2 separate regions of the Danio rerio genome follow, and region 1 is linked to region 2. The links are chromatin contacts, called in public HiChIP or PLAC-seq maps. All regions are on one chromosome and are shown on one strand. Each heading gives the region's core, a stretch centred on a gene start, on an enhancer-like site or on the middle of the called end of the contact. The rest is flanking DNA. Distances are from core to core; before and after follow the strand shown. Region 1 overlaps esama (endothelial cell adhesion molecule a). Region 2 holds the start of si:ch211-80m8.2.

Evidence for each region. HiChIP or PLAC-seq counts read pairs in DNA pulled down with a chosen protein or histone mark.
Region 1: a contact with region 2 is called in an H3K4me3 HiChIP or PLAC-seq map of embryo, with 5 times the contacts expected there. The contact joins the enhancer-like site here to the promoter of si:ch211-80m8.2 in region 2. A contact is called at or near these places in 5 of 18 Hi-C or Micro-C datasets (caudal fin, embryo, hematopoietic stem cells and 1 more) and 2 of 4 datasets of contacts at active chromatin or transcription factors (embryo and gastrula embryo).

Annotation. Positions count from the first base shown.
Region 1 is chr10:36,717,100-36,721,901 of GRCz12tu, forward strand. esama (endothelial cell adhesion molecule a) reads left to right here. Exons shown (of 7, transcript NM_001115066.2): 4 at 843-998; 5 at 1,546-1,668; 6 at 4,338-4,467; 7 at 4,545-4,802. Among named protein-coding and RNA genes, the nearest start is that of fez1, 59 kb to the right of the region's middle. Within about 2 kb of position 2,317, at least 9 of the 62 cell types and tissues checked have an H3K27ac peak or open chromatin away from gene starts, as enhancers often do.
Region 2 is chr10:36,618,626-36,623,231 of GRCz12tu, forward strand. It overlaps si:ch211-80m8.2, which reads left to right and starts at 1,691. Exons shown (of 4, transcript XM_001339696.6): 1 at 1,691-2,146. The coding sequence starts at 1,706.

The sequences.
Region 1 (4,802 bases), core at 1,067-3,566, 99 kb after region 2:
TAGGGGTACGAGTCTTGATATATTCATGTTGCCAGATCATACTAGGAAAAAAAACAATAAGAAATTAGGTAAACTAGGTTTGATTAACCCTTTTATGTTGCTAGGTGTTTTAAAAACTATAATTAATTAAATTGAGGTACACTTGTTGACTTTTTTGTGTTGCCAAATCATGTAGATAAAACAGCAAGAAATCAAAGTATAGGGGTATGAGTCTTGACACATTCATGTTGCCAGATCATACTAGAAAAGCCAACAGGAAATCACAGTCAACCAACAGTTATTTGTGTTGCCAGATTTGGTAGAACAGCACAAAACCATAGGGGAAGGAGTATGAGTGTTGACTAATTTGTGTTGCCAAATAACCCTAGAATAAATCATTCCCTTGATAAAGTGGAGCATACTTTACAATACATTTCCCTAATGGGGAAGTGCTTAGGGCATGATGGGAAGTGTGTCTAAAAGTGAAGTGGAAGGCAGTGAGTCTAAACTCATCCATGTTTCCAGATCATGCTACAGGGGAAAAAACAACAACACTTTAATTTCTCCAGAAAATGTATTGCTTTATAAAGCAAATACAAAAAAAGCTTATAATAGTTGTACGTGGCAACACTTCTATAAAAAGAATATGATGACTTTGTTGAATGTGGCCAAATTAAAATTGTATAACGTAACAATTTACTGAAAGCATTTAGCCAAAAATGGATATCAAGTATACAGAAAGAGAAAGTTTGGATAGAAAGTGTCAATCATTTCAATGTGGGTGTCCTAAAACATTACAATCTGGATGTTAATATGATCATGAATACACATGCATACAATATGACCCATTCTGTCTCTTTCAGTACCTCCTTCTATACCGGTGTGTAAGGTTAAAGAAAAGCCTGTCCTTAAAGCAAACATTACTCTTTCCTGTAACTCCAATGAGGGTAAACCGGCCCCCAAATACAAGTGGATCAAAACCAGCCCCACATCAGAGGTCTTCTTCTCTCCTGCATTGAGTGAGTCTGTCTACTTTTATGTCTACTTAATTTTTCACCCAAATTAAAATGCACTCACCTTATTGTAATGTTGTAATGCATGGGGATTTTTATATCATACAGTTATATATGAAAAACACACTAAAACATTATATTAGCCATGTGACTTCAGATTTGGAATACAGCACTGGCCAATTTATGATGTCTTAAAACAAGTCCTTTCTGAAAATTTCAATTGAAAAAAACAAAAACAAAATAATAAATTCCTGCTTAAAACAAAAGTGAATAAAGTGATGTGTGTTTTGAACGGCATGAATGTGAGTAAATGATTTTAGGATTTTCATCTTTGCCTCGACTAACTAATCCTTTAAGCATGACGGGGAAACAGTTTGAGCCGAGATTAAACTTTAAAACCATATATTTGTCGACCATTATGTAATTTTAGAGTCATCAGTGGAATTATCAGCTACTGTTACCCTCTGATCTCTGTTTAATATTAAAAAAATGCGTTGTTATTTGTATTAGCGTGTAAGTTTGACTTTAACTTCACGCTTTGGTGTTATTGCAGATGAAACGGCAGGAACTTTAAAACTGAACAACCTAAGCAGTAACATGTCAGGGAAATATGTGTGCACTTCAACCAACTCTGCAGGAGAGGAGACCTGCTACATCAACCTGGAGGTCATCACATGTATGTACTGTTTTTTTATCATTACACTTCTGTCAAAACTCTGTCATGCTAACAACTTTCTAAACAGGTTAGAAACATGCTAAAAACAATTTTAAACATGTTAGCGATTTGTTAAACATACTAGCAACCTGTTAAAAAATTGTAGCCACACTAACAATATGCTAGCAAAAGATCCTTACTTGATTCTGATTGGTCAGTTATTCCATGAACTAATAAAAATATAGGCTCATCCAGGTACTTCGAATTATCTTTATTATATTTATATGCTTATCTTTCACACTGTTGTACTTGGCTGTTTGTCGCCATCTGGTGACTGTAAAATAACCATGTAGGTTAGTGTTGCTCATCGTTCATGCTGTTGTTCTTGGTGGTTTGTCGCCATCTTGTGCCTGAAAAATAAGCATGTAGGTTAGTGTAGGCCGCTTTTTTGTTTCTGTCAGCTTTGCTTAACTAAGGAGCTAAAAATTATTACAGCTCAGATCAATGTTTTGTGTTAAAAACATGTTAAAGATGGAGGGACGAGTATCTGCTGGAGCTAAACTTTCACACTCTATTGCTACACTCTAAAGCGGCCTGCTCCACAACCACCTCTCAGCCCACCCGGAAGAGCCCTCAGACTTTTGCCACACAGCCAGGGCCCAAACAACGCTCCATCCTCAGCTGGTGAACAAAACAACTCTCAGTGGTGTGCGTCAGGGGCCTGCTTACATAACAGTAGCCTATCTTTATCAAATGTTTACAGAACAAGCAGGAACCCAGTGTGCCTGTAGCTTTCTTCGCAGATATGTGTTGTATTACGTGACAAAAAACTGAAGAGTTCTTCAGGCCGTATAGCAAATCTTTCAAATCTGGTGTCGATTAAATGTAAATCTAAGACTACTGTAGGGAAAACAGCTAAAACTGTTAAGTTAGCACTTTTAAACATCAGATCACTCATCAAAAAGTCACTTTTAGTCAATGATTTTATCAGCACAAATTGCCTTGATTTTATGCTTTTAAATGAAACTTGGCTAGATGACAGTTGTAGCGCAGCGGTCCTGAATGAAACGGCTCCTTTAAACTTTGATTTTTGAGTGTTTGCAGAGCTAATAGGAGAGGTGGAGGCATCGCTGCCCTGTTTAAAGATGTCTATGAGTATAAACAAGTGTCATTTGGTGACTATTTGTCCTTTGAATATCTGAGTATAGCACTGAAGGGTGCTCCCCGCATTTTACTGATCATTTTCTACAGACCTCCAAAATATTCTCCAACTTTTTTTGATGATTTTACAGAGCTGGTATCAATTGTAACCTCTGAATTGGACTATTTTAGTATTGCTGAAGATTTTAATATTCACATTGATAATCCAGAAATCAATGCTGTAAAAGAACTGATGCCTGTTTTGAACACTTTTAATCTGTTCAAGGAACCACACACAATAGGTGTTGAGAAATAAATGAGAAATAAATACCATGTCCATTTCAAAGTTATACATAGAGCATACATAGCTCCTTATAAGAGATTTAAAATGAAACTGCAGTCTCACTACAGCTGTCATATCTGTAACACTGTATCCTCAGGTAATTTTCTTCATATGTTTTGGGAATGTCCAATTGTTGTCGACCTTTGGTCTCATGTAATTTCTGTTTTGTCCTTTTTTTACTACAAGTTGATTATGTGTCTAATTCAGGTTTATGTCTTCTCAATGATGATACTAATTTCTGTACAAGTACACTAAAGAAGAGAATGTTGTTTGCTGGTTTTACAGCTGCAAAGAAGGCAATAATACAAAATTGGTTTTCTCCGCACATGTGCAAAAACATTTTGGATTCATAGCCCCCTTAAAATAGTGACTTGTGAAGCTACAATAGCACAAATTAATAATGCTAGACCTAGTACCATTCATCCATGGCAATGATTTTCTTCCAGCATTTTGGACAATATAAAGGAATGACCATGTAAAGTTTTTTTTTTTCTCTCTTCTTTCAGATTGAAAATTGTTGATATGTCTGTTGCTCCCCCTCCCCTGTTTGTTTGTTTGTTTGTTTGTTTGTTTGTTTGTTTGTTTGTTTGTTTGTTTGTTTGTTTGTTTGTTTGTTTGTTTGTTTGAATGTCTTTTATTTTGTTATTCTAAAGTCAATAAAACGTTGATCACACACACACAAAAAAGAAATAAATACCCCATATGGTCAGTTGGCATTTCTATGTGGTGTTTGCATGTTCTCCCTGTGTTCGCGTGGGTTTCCTCCGAGTGATCTGGTTTTTCCCACAAGTCCAAAGACATGTGGTACAGGGGAATTGGGTAGGCTAAATCTACCATAGTGTATGTGTGTGAATGAGTGTGTGTGGATGTTTCCCAGTGATGGGTTGGAAGGGCATCCGCTGCGTAAAACATGTGCTGAAAAAGTTGCCGGTTCATTCCGCTGTCGCGACTCCAGATTAATAAAGGGACTAAGCCGAAAAGAAAATTAATGAATGAATATATATATATATAGGTATATCCTTTATCTACCTAGTCATGATTAAAAAACTACTACCTGCAGGTCACACTTTATAAAGTCTATATCAAAGTCTGTCTTTTTTCTGCAACACATTTGGGGTTTTAATTAAGATGAAAAGATTGAGATTAATTTTAAGATTTAAAAAAAGAAATGTGGTAAACACTAACTTTGTCTGTTCCTTTTGCACAGCGACAAATGCCGGAATGATCGCTGGCGTTACATTCGGCTGTATAGTGGCTCTCATCCTGATCGTTATCTTCCTCATCTTCATGTGGACGAGACGGAAAGACACCGAGGAGGATCTGGCCAATGACATCAAGTATGACGATTATCATTAATTGACTGAATCAATTATTTATGATTTATGTGGGCACTAAGTGTTTTTATGTGTTACAGGGAGGATGCTCAGGCTCCCAAACGCGTCTCGTGGGCCAAGAGTGGAACAGGCTCTGACATCATCTCTAAAAACGGCACCCTGTCCTCCATTCACACCAGCTCTTACCCACGAGATGCCCACAACCACCATCATTACCCTCACTCTGACACCGCGTCCATTATTACAGCCACAGGCAGCACAGCCGGATACCGTTCGCAACCTCCAGTCGATGCCACCCTGGAGCGCTCATTGCCAGGATACAACACCAACCCAGCCCC
Region 2 (4,606 bases), core at 441-2,940:
CATAAAAAAGTATTTGTTGGTTTTTGGTCCAAATTTGAGTAACCTCTATTCAACCTAAAGTGTTTCTGTTAAAACCTTAATTTTTATGTCTATTTATAAATATTATGTCTACTCGCTCTTCATTCATTCAATCATTTTCTTTTTCAGCTCAGACCCTTTATTAATAAGGGGTCGCCACAGTGGAATGAACCGCCAACTTATCCAGCATGTTTAACAAAGCGGATTTCCTTCCAGCTGCAACCCAATCACGGGAAACTCTACTCGTCCTTACTTCTATAAATATATTTTGTACGAATGGAAGATAACGTAAAGGGATATTTTGCTCTGTTGTTATCATGAGGAACTGTGTAACTTTTATTTTTCTTTCCATGATTCTATTTAGATGAATTGTTGGTGATTGGATGGATGTCGGCCTGATTGGGTAGCTTTACATGGACAGAGACAATTAAGAGCTGTTTAAAATGATTTAAGGCATACAACACAATATTTCTGTGAATTTAAGCCTTAAGGCCAAACATTTTTTGTCGTTTTTGAAATTTAAGACAGTTTAGGACTTTTTAAGACCCTGCGGACACCCTGTTAGGGAACAGCAGTGTAGGCACAAGCTGTGTTTGAATTTTGGCTAACAGTAGAAACGCTGCTAAACTGTTAAGAGATGCACAGACTTGGGTGACACACACGTAATCTCTCTCTCTCTCTCTCTCTCTCTCTCTCTCTCTCTCTCTCTCTCTCTCTCTCTCTCTCTCTCTCTCTCTTTGGTTAATATCTCCACAACACACGCCTCAATTACAAAACTGAGATTTTGGAAGCAACTTGGAATGAGGGTAATAAGAAAGATACAAATACCTGTCAAATGTCTTGAAACAACATATTAACAACTTCTTGAGGTGTGGTATTAAGCGAAATAACCGAGTCCATGCTGTCAAAAATATGTTACTTTAACACAAATCGAAAGAAATGATCTTTAAAAACCTGTCATGAATTATTTATAGAAGTGGAACGGACCAACAGATGTCCATGTCCTCAAAGCATTCTGTGAGTACGGCGACGCAAGATCCATTCCTGGCTTTCCAAGAGCGCGATATTTTATTTTATTTTATTTTATTTTATTTTATTTTATTTTATTTTAAACAGGGTGTAAATTCGCACAGCAATTATTCTTTTCCAAAACATTTACTTAAAAAAGCAAGCCAAACCAAATCGGCTTTCACTCCCAGTCCACACCACTTTCACTTCTCTGTAAACTTCTCTACCTGGCCTGTAATAATTTTGCAAGTGCAATATTATATATTTTAACTCAGAACATTTACATTTATTTTTTTTTTCAAATATGTGATGATATTTCTAAATATAACATAAAGGATAGAAAATAGATTTCGACAGTAATCTTCTGTTATAAAAATAAAATAGAAAATACATAAGAAAGTAACAAAAAACAGAATATGAATTATAGAAGATTTATATACTTGATTATTCTGTTTATTATTAGAGAATTTAGAATAGAAAGTGATTCTGTGTTTGTAGCCATATCACTTTTAGAAAATTGCTGTACTAATATTGCGTATTTATATCATTTCTACGCGATATTAATCTTGGAGAGAGTTCAAAAATAGCAAACTGTCATAAGAAGCCGTCAGTCGTGTCTGTAGTGAGTGCACGCGCACGCTTCCTCTCTCTGCCCCCTCCCCTTAGCAACAGAAGCAAGATGGCGGCCCCCAGTAACGCTGAGCGTTCTCCTGATCCATCGGTGCCGCTGAAGATTCCCAAAACCGAGGTACCTTCCCCGGAATCCGAGGATCTCAGTGACAGTAACCAATACCATTCCAACCCCTCCACCCCTAACAGATTCTCTCCTCTGAACGTCGGGGTTTCGCTGTCCGGGGGCGCAGGCCGAAGCGGATCGGCCTCTGCCTCCAACAGCTTCACCGCCTGCCGGGGCATGTCCTGGACCCCGTCCGAAACCAACGCGCTGATCGCCGTGTGGGGCAACGAGCGGCTGGCGGAGGCGCGGATGCAGCAGCTGGAGGTGGCCGGGACGGTGTTTTCTGGCAAGGCTCCGGGGCCAGCGATGTACGAGCGGGTGTCCAGAGCGCTGTCAGAGCTCGGCTACGAGAGAACCCCGTCCCAGTGTCGAGAGAGGATGAAGGTAAATCAACACAGACACCAAATAACACATCGACGCACATGGCTGTCACTCACATGTGCTCGGAGACTTGTTGTCATGTCTGTTTGGCAGTTGCATTTTATTGCACAGAGCTTTGGTGGAGCTGTCAAAATCAAAAATCGTGTTGACCCCCAGAGGTTTGGTGAAGATAGCAAAAGCTAAACACAAGACAGTGATTGGGAGAGAGAATTTTAGACATAACATATTGAAATGACATATTAAAGCTTCAATGTCCAAACTGCTATACATTTTAATCACTCATGCTTTACAGTGTAACACTGTACATGAGCGAGTTATATAAGCAATACTTATTATTATACGTTATTATTTATTACTATTATTGCTTATTTTCATATTAGTGTGTCTAATTGTTTCATATCACATACATTAACATACATTTTACAGTATAAGGTTGTATTAGTTATTGTGTTTACTGACATTGAACAATGCATTTATAATAGCATTTATTCATCTTTAATAGTTAATGAAAATACAGTTGTTCATTGTTAGTTCATGTTAACTTAACTAATGGTGACAAGCATTACTTTGGATATTAATAATGCATTATTAAATGTTGAACTTGGTTTAATTAATGCTGTAAGTATTGCTCATTCTTAGTTAGGACTGCACAATATATCATTTTAGCATTGATATCGCAATGTGATCATTCGCAATAGCCACATCAGAGGCATACGCAATGTTGAGTTTGTATTGTAAATTATAATTTGCATGTGTTTTAGTGCCTGTAAATGTATAATGATTTTAAAAGCATTCAGGTATAAGAAATTGTACCATTTGTGACCTTAACTACGATTAATTTTATTGAATTAATTTCTTTTTCTTATTTTAATCATTCAAATACTGTACTTGAATATTGTTACAGGAAACAATAAGACACTTTGTATCTTTTTTTTTTTTATTGTATTTATAGGTTGTTATGCATGCAAATACAACACATACAAATACAGAAATGCACTGCAAATAGATCAGACTGCACCGAAAATGTGTCGGGGGACCCCAAAAAGTTTTTAGATTGTTTATTAGATTTTATGGAGGTGCAAATAGTAAACATTGATTAGTCAATCTCTGACTAAACACGTGCATGAAAATACAGCACATGCAAATACAGAAATGCACTGCAAGTAGCACAGATAACAATGAAAATATGTCGGGGGACCCCAAAAATGTTATAGATTGTTTATTATATTTTATGGAGATGCACTCCGACTGAAGAATCATCCCAATGGTGTCAGGGTGTGGGGGTGATGAAGAGGAGGCGAGGACCCAAATGCGGGGAATGAAGAATTTATTGAAAAAATAAAACAAAAACAAAACTCAAATCTCCCCATGTGGGGAAAAACCCGACATGGTTATACACTCAACTAGACTTCAAGAATCAGGAACTTGGCAGACACACAACTTAACCACTGTTGTTGAACAGAAACAGCAAATTACGTACAACAGGGAAGGAAACAATCAACAACGGACCAGCACAGAACAGAGCACACTAGGAGAATAAATAGGAAAGACAAACCAATAAACAGACAGGCGGACAGGTGAAAATAATAATTACAAACAAGATAACAAGGTGGGTGGGACAAGACAATAGACGGGAGAGCGCATGACACAGAGAGACAATACAAGCCATGCGCTCACATAACACAACACTGAAGCACACGACAAGAGCACGTGACCACAATGTAAACACCGAGCCACGTGCTTTGACAAAAGACGCAAGACACAAGCACACGATGAATGAAAACACTCACCGTGCGCTCACACATGCAGCATGCATGCTTCATCCCAGCGCCGACCAAAACCGGAACCAACAAGACTGAGACGCTGGGAATGAAACACCACGCTGCTGACAGACGAAAACACAAACACGAGTACAAGAGCGCACGCGTCTGAGGGACGCAGAGGGCGCGCGCGGCCGCGTCAAGCAGGAGCGCGCACACTCTGCGTACACCCACGAAGGCGAGCACGCACACAGAGACAGAAACAGGACCAGACACGGGTAGTGTCCGAGATCTGCCACCAAAACAAGAATTTACAAGACCAGAGTGGCAGAACCCTGACAAATGGATCTAACATTTTAATTTATTTCCAAATAGAGATATTAAGTAATCTGGTGAAATTGTATTCACATCGCAATATATATCACAAAATTAAAAAAAATATGTATTGCAATATTAGATCCTCTAGCATCCTCTCAGAGTTTTCCTCTGTCTGGGTGATGTTACGTAATTTGCGACAAACGTGGGAAGATGATGTGATGCTCTTCACATGTAGCGAAACAGATGGCAAAATGGGAAAATGTAAGTTTGCGTACTCCTGGTTGGCGAAAGACGAGTTTAAACCGTGGCTGAAGCCTGTCGCTGAAAACAACTGCGTAATTTATTCTTTTAAACTTCGTTTTTTCAGAGCTTATCTGTATCGTTT